Regions from separate parts of the Gossypium hirsutum genome. Here all the other regions are linked to region 1. A link is a contact called in public Hi-C data. All regions are on one chromosome and are shown on one strand. Each heading gives the region's core, a stretch centred on a gene start, on an enhancer-like site or on the middle of the called end of the contact. The rest is flanking DNA. Distances are from core to core; before and after follow the strand shown.

The links. A called contact is a pair of places that touch in the nucleus more often than the background predicts.
Region 2: a Hi-C map of leaf shows a contact between it and region 1, with 3 times the contacts expected there. The contact joins the promoter of LOC107948295 here to the promoter of LOC107948390 in region 1. A contact is called at or near these places in 3 of 34 Hi-C or Micro-C datasets (all in leaf).
Region 3: a contact with region 1 is called in a Hi-C map of leaf, with 2.3 times the contacts expected there. The contact joins the promoter of LOC107948290 here to the promoter of LOC107948390 in region 1. A contact is called at or near these places in 3 of 34 Hi-C or Micro-C datasets (all in leaf).
Region 4: a contact with region 1 is called in a Hi-C map of leaf, with 2.0 times the contacts expected there. The contact joins the promoter of LOC121228136 here to the promoter of LOC107948390 in region 1. A contact is called at or near these places in 2 of 34 Hi-C or Micro-C datasets (leaf and petal).

The regions. Positions count from the first base shown.
Region 1 is chrA04:49,449,625-49,452,395 of Gossypium_hirsutum_v2.1, reverse strand. It overlaps LOC107948390, which reads right to left and starts at 1,409. Exons shown (of 9, transcript XM_016882925.2): 1 at 1,020-1,409; 2 at 13-168. The coding sequence starts at 1,301.
Region 2 is chrA04:49,982,129-49,984,828 of Gossypium_hirsutum_v2.1, reverse strand. LOC107948295 (zinc finger A20 and AN1 domain-containing stress-associated protein 6) reads left to right here and starts at 1,398. Exons shown (of 2, transcript XM_016882793.2): 1 at 1,398-1,661; 2 at 1,783-2,686. The coding sequence starts at 1,799. The coding sequence ends at 2,284.
Region 3 is chrA04:50,362,112-50,365,047 of Gossypium_hirsutum_v2.1, reverse strand. It overlaps LOC107948290 (CAAX prenyl protease 2), which reads left to right and starts at 1,417. Exons shown (of 7, transcript XM_016882785.2): 1 at 1,417-1,798; 2 at 2,116-2,175; 3 at 2,801-2,912. The coding sequence starts at 1,589. It overlaps LOC107948291, which reads right to left and starts at 1,340. Exons shown (of 6, transcript XM_016882788.2): 1 at 920-1,340; 2 at 126-787; 3 at 1-41. The coding sequence starts at 13.
Region 4 is chrA04:50,133,272-50,136,008 of Gossypium_hirsutum_v2.1, reverse strand. It overlaps LOC121228136 (solute carrier family 35 member F1), which reads right to left and starts at 1,412. Exons shown (of 12, transcript XM_041111306.1): 1 at 961-1,412; 2 at 751-845; 3 at 619-676; 4 at 271-462; 5 at 49-125. The coding sequence starts at 1,096.

The DNA.
Region 1 (2,771 bases), core at 160-2,659:
ACAAGTTAATACCTTGGTTAAATTCTGACTGGACCTCAGCACCCCATTGGATGGGTATCTTTCAGCGCAAGGATGACTCGCATTAAGCGACTCAGCTACTACCGATTCAATAACTACAGATGTGCTTATCACTTGACTTTGCTCCTGGCCTATTGTAGCTTGATCCTGCTATAAACAAAAATAGTTCTCAAGTCCTGCATAAAATAGTGTCACTCTCACTTATAAGAATAGTGCCACTTGGTGACAGATCACTTCGTCCAATTAAGACACAAGATAACTTGTCTAGCTAACCACATCAGAATTCCAATAAAGACCCAACAGGTTTAGCTAACCACATTTTCCATATCAATGATTATTACTTATGTTCTAACATTCTAAAATTAGAAAATTTTCTATGGCCACCAGTTTCTTACTAGTTTATCTATGTTCTTCTTCTTCCCGCGTATAATTTAATTCCTTTAAATCCCAGAAATAGAAAAGTGAAATAAAAGCTGACAAAACTACAAAGTGTTCAACATTAAGATATTTTCCACTATTATCTTCAAATTCTTGCATCGCATTTGACATATTAACATCGATAAGATCAAGAATTTAACAGATTATAAGAAAATCAGTAAGTTATTTGAGTGGTTGGTTATATTAATTAAATATATTAACAGTAAAAGAATTTTTTTTCTTACTATTCAAAATGACATTTCCAGCATTCACAATACAGATTCATTTTTATCAAATGAAATTTCAAGTATCATGAAAAAAAAAATCAATATGTATAATTTTGTTTTTGAGCAAAAAGAATTAACTTCTTTTGGTATGTATTATTTCCACATTTTCAATTATGAGCATCACTTTCAAAAGGTAATTTAAATCACTAATTCCGGGCAGACACAGTGAAAAGCCACTAAATAAAAAATATCAGAATTTTTTCTTAAAATAGAATAGAATAGATAAATAAATCGAAAATATCGATAAAACTATCCTTTCAAGTATATATATTGATAAAATTAGATTGATTCACCAACCTCAGCGAGATCCGAACCGGATTGAACCGGGTTCGAACCGACGCCAGAAGGCGGTGACTCAGTACTGATACTGGCTCGCTTCCTCAGTCTCCTCCCTTTGCATCCCCATTTGGCGCCAAATTCAGCGGAGACGGAAACAGCAACCCACTTCTTCGAATGCGCCAAGGCGGCCAATATCTCTGCCGCTTCCATATCCATCCGATCCGCCGCCAACGCATCCTCTGCCGCATCTGCCGTTGGCGAAGCGCACGAGCTCGAAAGTAAGCCTCTCCCTAATTCCATCCCAAAGAGGGAAAAACGAAACAAAAATTCAAAAACTAAGGGAAAAAGAAAATCAAAAGAGAGGAAACAGAACACATTCAACTTCTTTGTAAGGAAACTAACCAAAAAGGAAAAGGTCTCTTACAAGTCTCTGCGGCGCCTTGAGGATGTATCTGAGAGTGCCACGTATAAATTTTATGCCACGTAGACGATCAAGTGACTCGTGTGTGGGGTCCAGCACGTGCGAGTGAATGGAATTAAAGAAGCAGAAATTGGCATCCGACACGCAGATGTAGTGAGTAAATACCACGTGGGATTTTGTCATTTGGGGTTCTACGTGGGAATGGGAGGACCAGGTAAAATTAAAACCTTCAGGATTTAATTTCACCTCTTCTACTGATTTTTGGGGTAAAAACTGGAAATCATTATTTCTGTAAAACTGTAAAAAACAGTACCTTGCTGTCAAAATTAATTAGATGTGGTAAAACACACTCAGTTGGAATGTTTGTTGGTGTTTGATAAAATCAAAATTCGTAATAATTAAATTGATCTAAATTTGAAATAATTCAATATTAAACTCTTCCGAGTTTAACATAAATTTGAGCTCGATTCTAAAATAAATTTAATATAAAATTTGAAAAACACATATTTTTTATTAACATAATTATACGAGAATATTTAAGACGAAAATATTATATAATAATACAATATATTAATTCAAATATAGTAAATTAAATTTTTTTATTAACATAGAATGTTTTAAATTGATTTTTGTTACATGAAAGTTTTAAAATTTAATAATTTATAATAAAATTATAATAACTGAATGCATGAAGAAATAATTATATATAATTCTAAAATTTTACAAAAAGCTACTGATAGAAACGATAAGAAACTTTTTACTTCTAAAAACAGACGAATATTATTAAACATTTAAGTTTGAAATATGGTAACTTTATTAATTATTTAAAAATATTGTATTAGATAATATTATTTTTTTTAACATTATAGTCAACTTTGTAATTAATAAAAGACAAATAACTTTTACAGTTACAAGTATAAAATTTTCCATAGCAACTTAGAATTTAATTTTGTAAAATTATTTATTTCACATTTATTTAAGTTGTTTCACTGAAAATGACTTTTGGAAAATGATTTCTAAAAAAAAAATGTTAATATTTTGTGGTGGTTGGAAGAATCTGTGTAAAAATGTTAAGAACCAAGTAATGGAAAGCCATCATCTTCTTCATTTTACATTGTTAAGAACCAAAACCACCATTTTAGCTAAGGGGATATTCAGCCAAGCTTCAAACTCATGCATGATATATAATTTTGGCCCGTTTTTAATTATTTCTATGTTTTTTAATCTTTTTAGTTTAATCTAACTAACCCGGGGGTTAATTCGTAAAAATGTTAAACATTTTGGATTATGCCATTGATGAGTTTGAGGTATTTGTGAAGTTCTATGGTAGATTAATAAGCTTGGTTGAG
Region 2 (2,700 bases), core at 149-2,648, 530 kb before region 1:
CATAATTGGACCCGATGTAAAAGAGACTCAAAATCCCCTCATGGTATATGAAGGGGCAGTAGCCGTAGTAAGAATACTAGGGGATGCCATCCACCCTACTCTTACTTTAAGTATGAACTTGTTTATCTAGTTGAAATAAACTTTTACAATTCAACAAATGTTCTACTTTCTATTCCTATAAATAGATGACAACAGTCCAAAAATAGAGTGAATTTATTCTCAACTATTAAATATATTTTTCCGAAATAACAATTCTACTAGTTTCTATTTGGGAAGTGATTTTTTTTTCTTTCCATATAAAAGAAAAGAATTTCTAGTTTTGTATTTTGATTCAATTGATTCGGGCTCACATTTGTAGTAATTCGAGGTATGAGAATAGTGGAGAAGATTGTTTGGTTGAAATCCGAGAACGACAAGGAATCTTTTATCCAAATTTTTTTATTTTCTATTGTGCAAGTAAACTGCTTTCAAACTGGATTTTTTCAACAAAATGTACTAAAAACGCTAAAATAAAAGTTTTCTAACACATTAAAAATACATTAAAAAGTATTTATATTAAAAAAAATACTACCATAAATATAATCAATGTTTTATTATATTATAAAGCAAAAATAATCATAATAATTATTTTATTATATTAAATATAATTTTAAAATTTTATATATTAGGTTAAGTTATTTAGTTGGGTAAGGTTTTCTTTTTTCTTTTTTTTTTAGGTTTTGGGTAATGATTTTAATTATTATTAAGTTGGTGATTTAATATAAATATAAATAAATAATTAAATAATATTTTTATAATATAATATATTTAGGTCAAGCCGAGCCGAGCTCGATAAAAAAAATTATGCCCAATACTCAACCCATATAAAAAATAGGTTTTAAATTTTATTCAAACCTATTTTTAAAATATCGTATTTTTTTCTAATCTCTCCTAATTTAAAGCGAACTTTCGAACTTGATTGAATAGCCAAACACATAACAAATTTACTTGTGATGTAGTTGACCCTATAAAATATTCTAACAAAGCATTTTCTAAGATGATCATATTAGATAAATTTTAATTTTAATTTTTAAACAATATCTTAATCACTAAAATATTCATAAATAAAATTTTATAAAAGATTATTAACCACATCCTACCAACCCAAAGAAAAAAGAACAAGAGGACCACTTCAGCGAAAAAACGAAGAACTTTTTCATCTCTAATCCAAAAATAATTAAAGCCACAGATCAGATGCCACGTGTTAACCTGGACAGGTAGGACTTAGGAGTGACAGCACGCAGCTGTAATTTTAATTTCTCTTCTTTTTTTGCCCTTTGTGCATGAATTTTCGTGGCGATTTTTGATTTGCAGGCAATTAAGATAACCAAAAGGACGTGGCCTGGACTTTCCAATTTTAGCGTTATACTGCCAGCCTGTCTTTTCAGATATTCCCATATTATTTTATTTTTCAAAAAAATTCAATTAGAAAATAAAGAAAAAACATTTAAAATTATTACTCTTTTTTTTTTTTTGTCTCTTTTTCGTTGTTGGCTCCTCTTTTTCCTTTATCCTCCATCCACTCTAATATTCTTTTCTCTGATCTTTCTGATAATCCTTTCCTTTGTTCATATTCTCCCTTTCTGCTTCTTATTTATTTTCTTTCACCTTTTCCTTTCAAGGTACTTCTCTTTCTCACCCTTTTATTTTGTATTTCGCTGTTCCTCTAGTTTGATTCTTTTTTTTTTATGATTTGAATTTTAGATTGTAGATCTGATCTTTAAGAAAATTAAAATTTAACAGATCGAGAGAAAAAAGAATGGCAGAGGAGCATAGATGCCAAGCGCCAGAAGGCCATCGTCTTTGCGTCAATAACTGCGGCTTTTTCGGAAGTTCGGCGACGATGAACCTTTGCTCCAAATGTTACAGAGATCTCTGTCTCAAGGAACAGGAAGCTTCTTCGATCAAATCCGCTCTTTCCTCTTCCCCTTCGTCTTCATCAACGGTCGTCGAATCCATTTCTCAGGTTCCTCTTTTGGCTCTCCATGAAGTCAACAGAGAATCGGCGGTTCCGGAGATTGCATCGGCGGCCGAACAGCGATCGCAGCAACAACCGAATCGGTGCATGGTTTGCAGGAAGCGGGTCGGGTTGACCGGATTCAGATGCAAGTGCGGTGTTACGTTTTGTGGGTCCCACAGGTACCCTGAGAATCACGGGTGTACGTTCGATTTCAAGAAGGTCGGCAGAGAGGAGATAGCACGCGCTAATCCCCTCGTCAAAGCAGAGAAGCTCGAGAAGATTTGAGTAGAAGATGATGATGATGGGAAGCCAAGCCATTGGGAAAATTTCAAATTTCATCAAACGTTGATAAGGTCGAGACACGTGTTTCGGAGGTGGTCCCTACCACCAAGAGTAAACCAATTGGGCTGGATAAATATATTTTCTTCTTAAAATATAAATATTTTATAATAATATTTAAATTATGTGCCTCTTTAGTTTTTTTTTTTCTCTTCCTCTTTTGCTTTGTAAAAAAAAAAAAAGTCACTTTTTCTTTTCTTCTTTTAATCCCTTGTGGTGAAAAAAAGAAAAAGAAATGTAGATTCCTGCTTCTTCCATTTGAAGTTTTTATTTATATTTTCAAGTAATAGTGTGTAAATGTGCTGGCAGCGGCCGATCATGAAAAGCCATGAAAGCTATTTCCTTAAATGTAGTTGTTTTTA
Region 3 (2,936 bases), core at 168-2,667, 910 kb before region 1:
AAGATGATAGCATTGCTCATAAATGGATCATTGATTATGGCCTGGAAAAAAATTATTAAGAACTAAAAAGAGACTATGTACAACCATATTGGCTAACAAGTTTGTGCTTGTTCTAAATTTACAACCTGAAATTCCTGTTTAGCTTGGCGAATCCTCTCTCGGTCCAAGGAATCAACAACGTAGATTCTGTTCTAAATTTCACACGACCACTTTGTTCAAATAATAGCTCCTCCGTGGACAAACAAAACAGAAAACCATCAAAAGGAGAAAGCCTCAATCATGTAAATCAACCATATCTAAAACCAAGTTGCCTACCGATAGTGGGAACAGTTGATAAAACTGCTCCAATAATGAAATCGAAATACAAACAATATGCTGCTTAAAATCCATTAAACGAAAGTATTAGGAACTCATTAAACGAAATACAAACAATATAGCACAAACTATAATTCCTAAAAATCAAAACGCTAAAACAGATTTTAAAAAATGAAGCCAGAATTTAAAAGAGCTTATCTCGGAAATGATTTGGCAAGCTCTAATCATGCGGTTTTATTAGCTGCAGTAGCCCCAACCAAAAGGAACTTCAAAAATTCCTCCAATAACTCATTACTAGCGGAAGTGTCGTTGGGATCTCGGGCCAGGACCTTGCTGAAACAAAGCATACAACACATTGCACGGTGGCGGTTCACTTTAGAATTTGAAAGAGAGGGGTCAGTGTCTTGGTGAAGGCGACAGAGAATTGATGAACGGAAGGGGATTTCGAATGGACGGCTGAGAGCTCCTTCAACTTAAATTCCAAAACATCAGCAGTATTGTCTTCATAGAAATTTATGCAAGAAATTCCAAAGTCATGAAGAATTAAAACAGAAAGGCAAGTAGATGGAAATAAATGATTGAGAAGAAGTTGAGAAAACTTTACCTTGGGTACGTTGAAGGAAAGAATGAGGCTTCAGAGTCACATGAGAAACAGATAAAGATGGCTTCTGCGAAATGAAACATGTATGTTAGGTGTTGAAATTAAAAAAAATAAAGAAAGAGGGGAAGATGATGAAGAAGACGGTGGCGGAAGAGAGAAACTTAAAAGCGTGTTTTGAGGAGGGAGAGGCTGGAGGTGACTTCGCTCGCAGGTTCTGTTTGATGTTGGGAGGGAGAGGCTGGAGGTGGATTTCTAGTTGGGAGGGCAAATTAGGGCTAAGGCTGTAAAACGGGTGTAAACTGAGGAGGAGGCAGGGATTACAAAACAGAGAATTTCGGGGATTAGGAAAGTAACGGATTAGAGGGGGATTAGCAATACATTGAACCAAACGGCAGATTAGAGGGAGATTAGGTGGGGCCCACCGATTAGCCAATACACCCAACCAAACATGGTGAAAGTGTTAATGAGGGGTTCTTTTCGGCCCAAATTTACTTTGAGGCTTTGAAGTGACCCAAAAACCCTCAAACAAGAACCGCCCCAAGTCAAAACCCGAAGCCCCTTCTCACTGAAAGGGTATCAAACGGAGAAGATATTGAACCGGAACCGGCTTTTCTTTCCCACCTTCTCTTCCTCTCTCCGGCGATCCTGGCTGCCGCCTCTTCGAATCCAGACATGGAAGAGAGCGAAGGTAGGTTATCGAAGCTAGTAGCGGTGATTGCTTGCATCGCTATGACACTGTTTTATGTTTCTATTCTTTACGCTCCCACTCTGATCCTCCGCCTCCCGCCTCCCCAATCCTACGAGAATTTCATGATCCGACGGTTCATTTGCGCCGCCGTTTGCTCCGTCGCGTCCGTTATTTTCTGCGCTTTCGTCCTTCCGGTATACCTCTTTCCTTTGTCTCTCATTTTTATTTCACTCATTTATTATTATATAATTATGAACTAAGTTGAGATTTCTGTCATTCTGTGAAGTAAGTGGAAACTTAATTCATTGAGCTAAAAAGTGAACTCATATATAATTAGAGATGAGCGAAATATTGAATTGTTAACATGCATTGAACTAAAGCCATTTAACATTTTCATGTGAATGTAAAATCATCCATTTTGCGTTTTACAGAAGTGCTATTATTTGTTTTTATATCCAAAACACGTTTGTTCCTTTTTTTTATTATTCTAACAATGTTCGATTATGCGTAGATAACAGGTGGGGAGGCATCTTACTCGTTTGGGGTTTATGGCATTCGATCGGATCATTTTGTAAGAATCATACTTATGGAGTATATTTCCTACATTTTTGTTATGGATTTATTATTTATGTTTATGATCTGCTGGTTCAAAATCAGTTCTTGAAATGCAATTTTATGTGTGAAACAGTGGCAAGCAATCGTCTTTCCTCTTTTCTTGACTTCTCTTATGTATGCTGGATCTTTGATATTCAAGTCCATGTTATTGGTAAATAAGTGGAAGGAGCATAGACATCAAGAGGGAGAGCCACTGTTAGGTTGTATAAAAAGTACCCTTCTTAGCCTCCCGGTCCAGATGTCTTCAGTAACTTCCAATGTTTTATTCTGGAGGAATTTTATTGTGGTTAGTATGCTTACCACTTAAATTTCTTCATCTTTTGAGTGAATGCAAATAATTGTAAGGTCTATAAATAGGGTGTGTTTGCAATATTTTATTGTTGAAAAGGTTGCATTGTGCTTGCTTATTCTAGAAAGTAGTCTTGCAAATGGATTGAATATTGTGTTACATGTCCTGCTTATTGTTCAATGTTTAACAATCCTTCTTAGGAGAACAGCAATAATTGAAAATTAGAAGGAAATTTTCGAAATTGTTCCCTGTTTCTTCAGTCTTCATTCCTTAATAGTACTTTAATGAACAGGCACCAGTGACGGAGGAGTTGGTGTTTAGAGCATGTATGATTCCTTTACTTCTTTGTGGGGGATTTAAAGCATACAATGTCATTTTTCTCTGCCCTACTTTCTTCAGTTTAGGTGAGTCTTTTTTTGTTTAACACA
Region 4 (2,737 bases), core at 163-2,662, 680 kb before region 1:
CCATTAGATACAGAACTAATGGTGTAATAGTTCAATAGATTCACCAACCTCACCAACATTGCTCATGGCAAAGAAGAGAGTGCCAGCAATTACTAGTGCATCTCCAAGAATTGGTTTGGAACCACCTGCATGTGCAGAGAAACAAGTACTTCACTCCGGAAAATTCGAATGACTTCCAGTAATGGCGTGCTGTTTACGAATTAAAACATCCATAAAGAAACAGAGTTCCATAACTATAAGAATATCTTCTGCATTAGACCAGAATGTTACCTCCACCACCCACCCCTGCATCGGAGAGGAGCACTAGACCAAGGCCAAGCACACAAAGAGCAGCACCTCCTAGCTGCAATAAAGAATATCTAGTGCCTATGAAGAAATATGTGAGAAATATTGCCCATACGATGGTCCAGCAGTCCAACAGTGTCACACTAGTGATTGAGGAGAACTGGAAGGCTTTGTTAACTGCAAAAGAAAAAAAAGGGAAAAAGGAATGGCTCTTTTGTCACGGTAATTTTTGCAGTAACATATCAGACATATTCCACTTTCTTTTTTCCCCCAGTTAAGAACATGTTTTTGGGAGATCATGTTATGAGATATTAGTGACTACTACAGACTCACCAAGATAATTCCCTTGAACATCAACAAAGCCGAGGGCGAGATACCAATACCAAGGAATCTGCAAACAGAACAGGATTGAAGTATCAAGGAATCCTTTTGAATATAAGATTAGTGGAGTTGATAAGTGATTACCCTTAGCTTTTGACCCCTATAGAGCAAGATGCTACCATAAACCACAGCTAAAGCGAAGTAAGTGAAGGAAGTCTGAGTGATAGGCGCATCCACACCTAGACAAAAAGCCAACACACTGATGAGCAAACAAAGAATATAAAATTCCAAATTCATCTGAATATTTTTCATAACCAGAAGCAAGTTAAGAGTAGAGGGTTAAGTTGAGCTTACCAAGACTGGCTATCAAAGAAGAAGTAAAGCTCATAAGTGCAAGAACGAAAGAAACAAGTTGGCCCAGAAAAAGCCTGAACAAATTCTTCAAAGTTACTTGAGTTTTGAACCAGTTGCCGACACTACTCCAGCTCATTTTTTGTTTGTCAAAAAAATCGTTTGATAAAATTTGTTCTTCAAGTACACAGATCGTCAAAAAGGGAATGGGGTAACATTCATGTCAACATCAAAGGATTTTAAAGCTTTCTTCTTCTGTTTTTTTCCTTTATTTAATTATTGTCAGGTTTTGTTAAAAGAGATCTGCATCTAGGCGTAGCTACCATTCCAGGGTCATTTCCTTCGTAGTTGGACTGTTGAGACCACGTTCCTAATAGCTTCCACACCTCACCCAACGGTTACCGTTGGTAGTTGAAAGTTATCGTCTTTTTGCTCCCACGTGACACTCTCCACCGTGTCCGATGTCTTTTCAGATCTGATTTAGCTTATGAAGTCATACTTGGCGCCTGTCCAATTCCATTTGTTTTTTTTTTAATTATATAAGGATAGTTAATTTTTAATTTTGATCCTATATTTTTTTTTTTAAATTTGAGATTTAATTTTTATATTTCAATTCTGAAATAATTCGGTACCTCAACTCTTATAATTTCATTAATTAGTTGAAATTTGTTATCCCAATTAAAATGTTAATGTTAAACTTTAAGACTTATTGACACTGTTAATATTCCCTATTAAATTTAAATTCATTATGATGTTATTTTGTTACATGTATATAAATTTAACAATATATAGACCTGCATTTTTAAACTAAAAACTAAAAGAATTGAAAATAAAATAAAAATATAAAACCTTTAAATTTCTAACTTAAACAAATAAATATTTAATCCCACATTCAATAATGAATCCCACCAAAATAAGCAGCAACACTACGATATACATGTCTACAAAATATAAGAAAATTGGTAATTGAATAAGGGGTTATTTTGTGTGTGTGTGTGTGAGAGAGCTAATTGAAGTTGTTTTTAAAGAATTGAACAAGTTTTTAAGTGTATAAGGTTTGTTATTTTATTATATATCTCCGGATTAAAATATGATGCTTCCTTAAATATTATTTGTGATTAATTCTTACTATATATGTTTTTTCATGTTAGTTTTATAATTTATGTTAAGCAAGTTTAGTTTTGGGGTTGCTTTAAGAGTGCAAGTGCCTAAGACCTAAGGTTAAAAGGGCCCAAAAACCATATTTCAAGAATGGGCTTGATGTTAAGAATTCGTGATTGTTTTATCTAATAATCATTCTCTTCTTGAGAATACAATATGACTTATTATTGCACTCAATACTTGTTAGCTTTATTATCATTATTATGTTAACATGCAACATTAATATATAATATTTTTTTATTTATATGTCAAAAAAGTTCTTAAGAAAATGTGAAAAATCAATTAAGTCCCTGTGTTAGAATTGTGTGACCCAAATTCTAAGAGATTGCTTGCAAGTCAAGTTAAACAAAAATATATTTTCTTTCTAGAAGATTTAGTATTTATTAGTATAATATATTTAGTATTTATTAGTATAGTTTATTTGACTTACTAATTTAGCCTATAAATAGGCTCCTTTACAATCTTAGAAAAAAGAGACACCCATTAGATTAGAACTCATAACACATTCAGAGAATTTTGTGTTTACGTTTGAGGGTTCTTTGTTTTTCGGGTTTTCGGGGTTTAGTTTTTATCTCCATCTTTTGTACTCTTCATTCTTTTGCGATTATAGTAAAATTAT